Regions from separate parts of the Mus musculus genome. Here region 1 is linked to region 2. Evidence: chromatin contacts called from public promoter capture Hi-C data. All regions are on one chromosome and are shown on one strand. The core of a region is the stretch at or near the end of the contact, and the rest is flanking DNA. Distances in the headings are between cores, read along the strand shown. Region 1 overlaps 1810062G17Rik (RIKEN cDNA 1810062G17 gene). Region 2 overlaps Ccdc144b (coiled-coil domain containing 144B).

The links. Promoter capture Hi-C pulls out the DNA fragments that hold promoters and counts their contacts.
Region 1: a contact with region 2 is called in a promoter capture Hi-C map of 3T3-L1-derived adipocytes, with 3 times the contacts expected there. The contact joins two enhancer-like sites. A contact is called at or near these places in 4 of 39 promoter capture datasets (3T3-L1-derived adipocytes, cranial neural crest, hippocampal neurons and 1 more) and 2 of 115 datasets of contacts at active chromatin or transcription factors (astrocytes and embryonic stem cells).

What each region holds. Positions count from the first base shown.
Region 1 is chr3:36,479,451-36,485,067 of GRCm38.p6, reverse strand. It overlaps 1810062G17Rik (RIKEN cDNA 1810062G17 gene), which reads right to left. Exons shown (of 3, transcript NM_028183.1): 2 at 5,501-5,584; 3 at 2,769-3,292. The coding sequence ends at 3,092. Among named protein-coding and RNA genes, the nearest start is that of 1810062G17Rik, 6.3 kb to the right of the region's middle. Within about 2 kb of position 2,992, at least 216 of the 459 cell types and tissues checked have an H3K27ac peak or open chromatin away from gene starts, as enhancers often do. A contact at or near this core is called in 3T3-L1-derived adipocytes, where this site is marked.
Region 2 is chr3:36,043,549-36,048,758 of GRCm38.p6, reverse strand. Ccdc144b (coiled-coil domain containing 144B) reads left to right here. Exons shown (of 12, transcript NM_178418.4): 3 at 1,859-2,051. Among named protein-coding and RNA genes, the nearest start is that of Ccdc144b, 7.4 kb to the left of the region's middle. Within about 2 kb of position 3,503, at least 5 of the 459 cell types and tissues checked have an H3K27ac peak or open chromatin away from gene starts, as enhancers often do. A contact at or near this core is called in 3T3-L1-derived adipocytes, where this site is marked.

The sequences.
Region 1 (5,617 bases), core at 1,743-4,242, 440 kb before region 2:
AACCCTGTGCACACATGGCCCTGGGTCTCTCTCCAGCTGTAAAATGCTCCCAGTTGTCTACACACGCTAGCTAATGATTTTTCCCCCTTTGGGCTTCGCTGTCTCTGGGAAGAGAAGTGTAGCCTGTCCTTCTGCATTTATAGAAATGATGTGACAACAGTACCACCATGTTTGACCCAGTATTTTATGTTGCATTTTAGTTTTACTAAAGATGTAAGGTTTTGCATATCAAACTAGGAATAGCCCTGCATGTTCTCTAGAGGAATAATCAAGCAGATGAAATGGGAGATGTGTGATGCTTTGGAGAAACTTGGTTAATGTTCAATAAATACCACTGAACTGGATGCAGGTCCTCATGTGCTCAGCGAGCTCCTACTCTGTGTTAGGGTTTACAGTAGACTGAACTGAGTTGGTTAGAGGCCTCACCTCAGCCTACCCCTGATTTAACAAGAAATACGGGTGAGAAAAGGGATGACTTTCAGATTAAAAATGGCAGCATGAATACATGTTCATCACTATCCCTCCCAAGATTATAAAAAGTGACTGCGAAGCGATTTTATATAGCTAACAAGGCATGCAGTCATAAAAATAGGCGTGAAGCATATGTGGCTGTGGAATTCTGGAAATGAGCTGGGTTAGCTTTAAAACCAATGTTAGGAGGCAGAGAGAGTGGAAAACTCAGTTGGAATCAGGAAGGCTGGTGGTCTGAAACAAGGAAATTCAGAAATATGTTAGAGACATCAGAATAAAGGTTGAATAAGAGGATTTACTGCACATCTGTGAATGAAGCGAGTTGGCACCCAAACTTTTACTGGGGTAGTTGGCTGGGAGCAAACCCAGAAGAATCTAACACAGTTAAACTGCCCAGCTCACTCTAGGGGTGTGTTCCAACCTCTTTTCTACCGTTTGTTTGTTTATTTGTTTGTTTCTTTGGAGACAGGGTCTTGCTACGAGGCTTAGGCTGTTCTCAAACTTCACCTGTCTCTTAAGAGCTGACACTGCAGGCAGGTATCACTAAGGAGAGATTTTTTTTTTTAAATGTGAATCATCAGACATTCAAGCTGAACATATATCTTGATGGATATAAACAAACAAAATAGATACACAGAAGCAGCAGCTGAACTCAGAGAGGAAGGAATCTTACAAACACAAATCCCTATAGTTATTACTGTCTTCATGTGGGTAAGAAGAGACGTGCCTGGGGTAATGGGAGGAAGCTGCGGTATAAAACTGTTCAGAGACTCTAATATAGCTTTCTGACAGTAAATGTAGTAGAATATTTCAGAAGTTTGGAGGGTGAAATTTAGGAAGTTGTCCAGAAAGACGATAAAAATTTAAGAAATAGAAAGAGAATTCATTAGAATTCATGAAGCCCAACACTAATAAGAGGCATTCCAGGAATAGAATTCACATATATGGGGAATGGGGTGAGATATTTTCAGGGAGATATTTGAAAAGTCGTTCCTGAGTACTATGTGAAAAGATGCTACAGAGCCCCAGAGATTAAAAAGAGCAAGAGCCAGAATGGCTTCTGGAAAATGACATCAAGCCTAGAGTCCTTCCCAAGCCTGGGTCCCTAGTCAGCAACAAGGTAGGTTCAGATATGCAAGTTATTAAAAGTTTACCACCCCTTTCCAGTCTTTATCAGGAAAAATACTGGACTACGGGATCCATAAAGTCAGCAAACGAGCCAGGAAAAAGACGAACTAGGGTCCAAGAGCATTTGGGTAGGCAATCACTCATTCCAGGCTGCATGACCCAAGGGGGCTGCTGGATTTAGAACTCTCTGGTGGGGAGGGACTGGCCGGGACAGACCACTCCACTGAACAGCTGGAATGATGTTTCCACGGGAAGGTTCCCGCACTGTTGTGAGTTTGCATGTCTGAAAGGAATTCCTCTAGGAATTTAAAGATAAGAAAGCTGCAGACACAGATGAAGGCATTGAGGACAACGGGGAAGCAGTGGGCAAGTAGAATCAGCTTGCTCCCTGGACTCCTTTCTGACGTATGTTTGTTTACCACGGTTATGTAAGCACTGGCTAGGGTTCCAACCAGGATTTGTAACGATTGGAACGCATGGGGAGATCACTAGATCGTTAACTGGTGTGTAGGCTCATTAGCTATTATTCTTTTTAAAATTCTGTATAGTTATAGTAGCTAACATAGAAATTAATTCCAGAAGGGAAAAAATGGGGGGTGGGTGGGGGGAGAGCGTCAAAAAAATATACTTCCAGAGGACGGAAGTTGGCAGGCTCTAGTAAGGCAAAAGGCTTTTTAACTATAGAGGCAGCAAACATTTTTGACTTTTAAATTGCAGGGCTGGCAAGATGGCTCAGTGGGTAAGGCGCTTGCAGGGAAAGCCCGGCAGCCTGAGTTCCATCCCTAAACCCATGTAGAAGTGGGATGAACTGACTCCCCGAAGTTCCTCTGAAACCTCTACGTGACAGCCAGAGCCTGTAGTCCCCCATCATATACACAAACACGTGCTAATAAACAGTTAAATATAACTATTTTAGTTTAGTATTTTTCAACATACTAGATGTTGAAAAGAAATAACATCTTGCAGCTTATGTTCTTTAGCTTGAGTTATAGACTGGTTTGACATTCAGAACTTAGAATCTTTATGACGTCAGATATATTCATTTTTTTAATCATGTGCATCTGTGCCCACATTGCCTTCATTCATATGTTGAAACATAATGTAGAGTACAAAAACTGTTTAAAAGCATGTATAATAATAGCTATATCAAACTTAGACATGCCAAACAATGCTGTATGTTGCTTTTTATTAGATTCATAATTGTGAATATGTTATATACAAATGAGCATAGCAATGGATTCTGTAGTTTTACTTTCTGGACATAAAATACAATGATAAGGCGTGCCCTGGACAGACCCAGGGGACCACAGAGAGGCCTTTACCTTGATTAGGAATGCCTCAAGGCAGGCTCGTGACCTGTGAGCCAGCTGGCTTGCAGCCTCCTTGAACTAGGACACCGCATTGGCTTTCACCGGCTCCACAGGGCTCCTCTCTTGCTAACATGGCCATCCTTGTCTGTTACAGCTGCAGCACAGGCGTCCCTAGAGAAGCCTCAGACTAAAACTGGGAAGGCTTTGTTAGCATGTTTTCCCTCTTCATTTCCCTTCTGAGCTGAAGTCCTCCTCGGGTGGCCTCTTGGGATTCCTGGACGATGAGTCATTTGTGGCCAGCAAACGCGCCCCACAACACACCGAGTGCTGGGCCTTTTATACCCTGGAGGGCCCTTTCTTCTGCAGCCTACGTTTTTTCTTTGCTGGGAGAAAAGTGAGGAGAAAAGATTGTATCCCAGCTGAGGCGCCAGGGGCTTCCCCTTCTCAAGGGCAGATTCTGAAAGTCCTTGGAAACACGGGCTTTGCTTTACTTGGGTGTTCTGAAACCTACATTTTAAAAGCACATTTTTATATTGGAATTGCATGCAATTTTACATCATCTATACACATATATTGAAATAGGAACCTTATGTTTATTTACTAGTAAATGCTGAAAACATTCTTTTTTTTGTGACTATATTTAAATCCACAAACCTCGCATCACTTTAGAAACTGTTCTCTCTTGTGCTTTTAGTCAACTAATAAATTCCTCCCCTAAAATAAGCAGCCCTTCTGACTTATTACTAAACTTCATCTAGATGGAAACAATAGATTAGTCCTTCCTAAGTCTCATTCCTCTTGTTCAACAGTTTTTTTCTTCCTTCCTTTGTTTCTCTGTTTTGTTTTTTTTTTCTTTTTTCCTACTGAGTAAGAATGAACTACATAGTATTCACCTACTCACCTACCTTCTTCCAGTGCAGAAGATCAAAACCAGGGCCTTGACAGATTATAAAAATGCGACTCAGATTTCTTGATTGGTTTCCTAGGGACTTTGTAGGATTCACATGGGTTTTCTAGAAAGGTGGGAGCTCAGATGAAGAGACTGTCTGTTTCCTTTCCAGAGTCTTTAAAGCCATGTAAGCCGTGAAAGAAATTTGGAACTGTTCTTTGCATGTCATTCTATCAGACACTGATCAGACAACCGGCTCAAGCTATCCCCAGATAACCCACTCAAGCTGTTCCCCAGATAGCTCACTGAGGCTGTTCCTATGTAGCCCATTCAAACTACCCCCAGATAATCCTCTGTTCCCTGTATAACCCATTCAAGCTGTTCCCCAGGTAACCTATTGGAACTGTTCTTCATCACAATACTTTAAACCGTATCTGAAAGTGAAGAAGTGGGGAAAATAAAGATAGGTCACAGACATTATTTAAAATCCATGAATATCATGACCTTGGAAGGTGGCCCTGGAATTTCAGTCATGTTGACCTCCAACACAGACTGTTTGAACATTAATTATGCCTTTGTAATAGCTTACCCTCAAGGCCACAGGATCTTACTATGACTGTAGGTCAGGAATCCGGAACAGGCTTGCTGGATTGTATGACACTTAGGGCTTTCCCTGTGGTGCAATCAAAGTGCTGAGATAAGCTGAGGGGCTCCTTGAGGTGGTGGTGGTGGTGGTGGTGGTGGTGGTGGTGGTGGTGGTGGTGGTGGTGAGTCCTTCATGGTGTCTCCTTGAGGCACCAGGAGCAGCAGGGCAAGGTTAAGCCTCTAACTGCCCACCCTAAATGCTGACTCTAAAGGCTTCTCTTTCAGTGGATGGTGCAACACACACATCTTGCTCATACATGTACGGTATGTCTCTCTAGTGGAAACACCAGAATGGCTGCCCCTGCAGCCTCACTCCTTGTTATAGGCTGCCAGCACACAAGCAGGGTGGGGCTGAGGTCTCAGTGCCTGCCCCATATCTCCTTTCCACTGTATCTTTTGTAATAGGTTTTATAATAGCTTTTATAATGAATTGATAAGTAGACGTAAATCTCTTACTGAGTCTTGTGACTCACCATTCAATTTTATATGAAACCTGAGGAAGAGGCTGTAGGAAACCTGATATATAGCCATTGTTCAAAATTGTTGGATGAGGGGGGCTAGGAAATTGGCTCAGCACTCGCTGCTTCTGCGGAGGATCTGGCTTGATTCCCAGCACCCATAAGGTGACCCAACCATCTGTAACTCTAGTTCCTGGGGGATCTGACATCCTCTTCTAACCTCCTTTGGCACCCGACATGCACATGGTATATATACATGATACATGGAATCAACATGCTTATGTCCATAAAGTAAATCTCCTTTTTTTTTTCCTTTTAAATCTATTTTTTTCTTTTTCAACCCAGGACTCACAATGGGTGTCTGAAATGAAGATAGTCTTATGGGACTAAACCCATAGTCTATCAGGTAGATCTTTTCCCCAGGTAGAGTCAAAATTCAATTGGAGTTTATACAATTAGTATCTGAGGAGTTGGAGAATTGCTTATTGTGAATGGAACACCCTTCCCCCCACCCCAAATTAACTAGTATATGAAATCGTTCCCCCTTTTGTAAAACTTTGAAAAACAAGACCAATGAAATACATACGTCACATACATACACAGAGACTGATAAGAAATTGCTCATGTGGCTGGAGAAGCAAAGGGTTGTACCATCTGCCATGCGTATGCAGGAGGTCGGGAGGCTGGTGGGAGAGCACAGAGGAGAATCATGAGTA
Region 2 (5,210 bases), core at 2,254-4,753:
ACTCTGAGAGGAGTCCCTCGCTCAGGCCTCAGGACAATAGCGGACACCCAAGAACTCATGATAGACCAAGCTTGATGCAAACCACATGAGGCTTTATTCGGGGAAAGCCAGAGCTCTGGGGACAACTCATATCCCACACAGGGGTAGAGGAGTCAACCTCGAGGGGAAAGAGGTCCCAGTTTTTATAGGCCCTCAGGGGGTGATGGAAAAGGGGGAGTAGGGGATTTCCAGATCTAAACAATGTCTATTCTAAAATGATTTCTCAAGAAATGGGTATGGGAGGGGTACAAGGAAAGAGTCTGGTGCAGGTGTAGCAACTCTGGATTGGCCCGGCTGTGGTTGCTGGGGGATTTTCTGACTCTTTCTCAGCAACCAATATCACAAACACCTGGCAATGGGCTTCATCAGTGGGCACACACATGGTTTCAAGGAGCGGTCAAAACATTGGCAGACACACAGGTTCAAGGAGTGGCCAGAGCATTGTGCACCTCTATTTTTCTAAATCAGTGAAGCTAGTTCTGCTAACAGTGACATCTATCTTGCCAATTTCAGGGCTTCTGTGACCTTTTACATTCTGTCAGGATCTTTCCTGGTCATTCTAGGTCCCTTTTTGTGAGTGCTCTATAGCCCCAGTAATAGTGTAAGGCTTTGGGACCTCCCTTGAGCTGAATCCCACTTTGGGCCTGTCACTGGACCTTCTTTTCCTCAGGCTCCTCTCCATTTCCATCTCTGGAGTTCTTTCAGACAGGAACAATTATGGGTCAGAGATGTGACTGTGGGATGGCAACCCCTTCCCTCACTTGATGCCCTGTCTTCCTGCTGGAGGTGGGCTCTATGAGTTCCCTCTCCCTACTTTTGGGCATTTCATCTAAGGTCCCTTCCTTTGAGTCTGTCCCTATAGATTATGTTGCTCTTCACTGATTTATTTGGCTTTCTTTATATTAGTGCCACACTGTTTTGATTACTATATATCTGTTATATTTTAAACCAATCCCTGTTCTTGCTATTTTTTCAGGGTAATTTTTGTAGTTTATATCTTATGCATTTCCATATGATTTTTGGTAGGTCTGCTTTATTTGTGTTTGCTTTTGTATAGTGGTAAAGATTAAACATAAACCTTTGAATATACTCCTTAAATACCTAGCCATTGATGTAGATGCAAATTTTAAAATCAGCTTGCCAATTAAAAACTAAAGTTTGTGGCCCTGCTAACTATTAGACTTTTGAGCATTAACATCTTAGTAAATCTTCAAACTACTAAGCAATAGTTTGCATTTATTTTCATGGGTAACATTTTATATTTTCATGTCATTAATATTTCCATGTCTTTGTGCATTGTATATGTGATATATATATATATATATATATATATATACATACATATATTTCATGTAGTGGATATTTCTATATTGTAGAAGTTTTATTTGTGTTTCAGGTATTTTGATAAAATAATATTCACTTTGTGAAATAACATTTTATTTTAGCTAACACATAGGAATGTATCTTTACTTGCACCTATGGGACTCAGCATAGCATTTCAGTACATGTGCACTGTATGTATAATTACCAAGACATAGCTTTTATAGATCTATAGCCTCAAATGTCTGTCATTTCTTTCCTGTGAGGACATTGAGAATTGTCTCTCCTAGCTGTTTTAAGATACCGAGTAATGCTAAGCATAGTTATCTTACTGTGCTATGTGGATGCAAACTCGATTTTCCTCCCCCAGCGGCCTCATGTCCTTTATATACCTTCTATCTGTCCAGCATTGGGATGGAGGAATGAGAAAACATGCAGTCATTCATATATAAAATGTACTCCTGTATTTTATTCCCACATTGCTTTCTCCCTGGTTCAGATTCTGGTAGCCTATTAAAAATCCAGAATGCAATTCATTCATATAAAAGGTTAATACAACTGAAAACTGGTCACTGCAAAGTACTTCTAGAGAAACTTCAAACAGTGGAGAATGAAGTCAACGGACTCCGTAAGAAGCTTGCAGACGCAGCACGTGAACAACTCCAACAAGGACAAGAACTCTGCAATGTAAGGTATGACGTCAGCTCCCTTTCTAAAATGCCTGGCAGTTACAGGGACAGCTTAGTGGTAGAGACTTTGGCTAGTGGGGGTGGGGGGTCCTGGATTTTATCCCCAGTGCTACACCCAGGGGTTACAGTAGTGTGTGCAATCCCAGTCCTTGCAGGGCAGAGGAAAATCCAAGGCCGAAGGCAGTCTGGGATACATGGGGAAACACTGAAGAAGAAGGGGTAGAGAAGGAAGGTGGAGTTGGGCGGGTGGAGGAGAAGAGGGGAGAAGAAGGGGAAAAAGACTAAGAAGAAACAGCATTAGCAACAGCAGCACTTGTGGTCTGTGGAACATGAAATGTTAGGCATCGGCACAAAAAGTCAGCAGTCACTTCAAGGAGAATAATAGTTTATTCTGGAGTCAGATGTAAGTAGCCATGGCCCAAATATCAACATGGTCACACTTTCATGGACTTTTTATAGTACAAGAAAAGAGAAAATCATAAATTAAGGTATTTTAAAAATACATTGGTGGGGACATTAAGTAGTCAGATTGTGGAAAGCAGAGAAGTATCTGCGATAGGCCACAGATGGAGTCCAATAACATACTTAGCCTTTGGGTTGACGTCTACTGGTTCCCTCTGAACAGAATCATACACAGTAGTCACAGGGTGTTAGCTCAAACAATAGCATACTAATTGCTCCTGACCCAGTCTCTGAGCAAGTCCTTATTCCAGTCTGAAACCTAGAGAGCCAGGATGACACTGTCTACCTTTCTATCAGCATTCTTTTCTGGTTCCCACCAAGATGGCCTCCACTGCTCTCTGGACCTGATGAACCCCTCAATTCTTTATCTTTCATGTCTGGAAAATCAGCACCACAGGAATGCTGCTGCCCTGCTTGAGATGCAGTGCTTTCTCATATACAGTGCACAGCATCTGTATGCTAACTCTGGGAATACACTTTCCTAGGCAGATGCTTTGAAGGATCAGGGAATTTCTTCTGCATAGGTGTTCTGTCTTTAAATGAACTTGGATCAGCAGGAGATGGAGCCTCCAAAGAGTGTGATTTTGCCCTCAGGACATCTTTCCTGTTGTCTCATTGTAGCACAGGGAGTTTCTTTCTCTTTGGTGGTGCTGATCTCTTCAACAATTACAGCTGTTTTCTCAGCATCGACTTGAATACCCTCCTTTCTTGAATTGTTTGTTTGTTTGTTTGTTTGTTTGTTTGTTTTTTAAGACAGGGTTTCTCTGTGTAGCCCTGGCTGTCCTGGAACTCACTCTGTAGACCAGGCTGGCCTCAAACTCAGAAATTCGCCTCTGCCTCTGCCTCCCAAGTGCTGGAATTAAAGGCTTGCGTCTCTGCCAAGTAAGTTAGTCCTATCTCATTAAGTTCATCTTGACTTAGGTCCTTAAAACACAGGCAGAATAAACCAAAATATTGCACAAATGGCCTCTGACCCAGTTTCTGAGGAATTCTTATTCGGCTCTGAAACCTCAAGTGCCAAGACCCAACAACTGTCTACATTTCTATCAGCATTGTTACCCAGCTCCCACTGAAATGGCTGGGTAAATCCTGCTGACAGCGTTCATGGTTTTTTTTCTGACCACCAGTTTCAAACTTTTGGTTATTTCTCCTGCAAACCAGATCTAAAGGTCTGAAAAACACATGGCATGGTCAGATTTATCACAACAATGCTCCTCTTCTCCCTGGCGAATTCTGTTTCCTTTCTTTCCTTCTTTCTCTCTTTTTCTCTTTCTCTCTCTTTCATTTTTCTCTTCTTCTTCTTCTTCTTCTTCTTCTTCTTCTTCTTCTTCTTCTTCTTCTTCTTCTTCTTCTTCTTCTTCTCCTCCTCCTCCTCCTCCTCCTCCTCCTCCTCCTTCTTTTCCTCTTCCTCCTCTTCCTCTTCTTCCTTTTCTTTTGCTGGGATAAAACTATTTTGCAATCAAGTTAACAGAGACAGCATTTGCTTGGCTCACAGTTCCTGGACATGTTCCATCCTGACAGGGAAATCACAGCAGCAGGAGCCTGAGAGATCTGGTCAGAGTGCATGTACAGTCAAGACACAGAGGGCAATGAATATGCACTCAGCTTGCTTTCTTCATTTTATACAAACCTGGCTGACTTGCCCAGGAAATTGTCCTGCCCACAGTCAAGATGGATCTTCCCACACCAATGTATGTAACCAAGATAACCCCAACAGGCATGCTCAGAAGCCCATCCCAGGTGAGTCTAGACTATATCAAGTTGACAATATTAAACTTCACAGTCTCTGGACTTATCTGTGAGGTCATACCTGGATTGTGTTAGTCAAGGTTGGAAGATACAACTTGAAAGTGAACAGCAGCTTTCCACTGGCTGGAGTTCTGAACCAAATGAAAAGGAGGAAATGGACTCAAGGCTAACATGCCATCCCTATTCTTCCTGACTATGAATGCCAAGTGGCCAGCTTCCTCAAAGCCCACCACCATGGTTTCCCTGACTTGCTGAACTGGACACCAGCCAGGGCTGTGAGTCCATCCTTAGTTTGCTTTTATCACAGCAAGGGAGAAAAGTAACTAACACAGAAAGTCAGTAACAAGATTTAGGGGAATTGTGTAAAATTAATGGTGTGTGTGGTAGGCCTGTTGAGCTGATTTATGGGAGGAATGCCAAGGAGTATGCAGCAGTAAGATGAAAAACAAAAACATAGGGTGCTGTCGGCAAGCAGAGCTTAACAATCCAGGCTTCCGGAAGTGTGAAAACAAGTGTTCCTCGGGGAAGGGGTCTGGTCCAGAACTCCCATCAGGTGGTCCCGGACTCACTTCTGCCTCCCTGCCTGCCAATCAGCCACCGTACCATTGCAACTCCTGGCATGGTGTTGAGTCTCACATGGAACTGCAAGTAGCTCTTCCAGACCCAGTCCACCCACCCACCAACTCACCATTCAATGTGTGTGTCCACGATCTCCTTCTTTGTGTGTTTGTTGTTGATGTATAGAAAAGCTCTTGATTTGTGCCAGCTGATTCTGTATCATGTCACATTGCTGAATTTGTTTATCGGTCCTAGAATCTTGGAATCTCTAGCGTACAGTATCATCTGCAACTAGGGATAGTTTGATGTCTTCTTCCTCTGTTGATATTCCTTTAATTTCCCTCTCTTACCTTATTGCTCCAGCTAGTACTTCAGGAACACAGTTGAACGGGA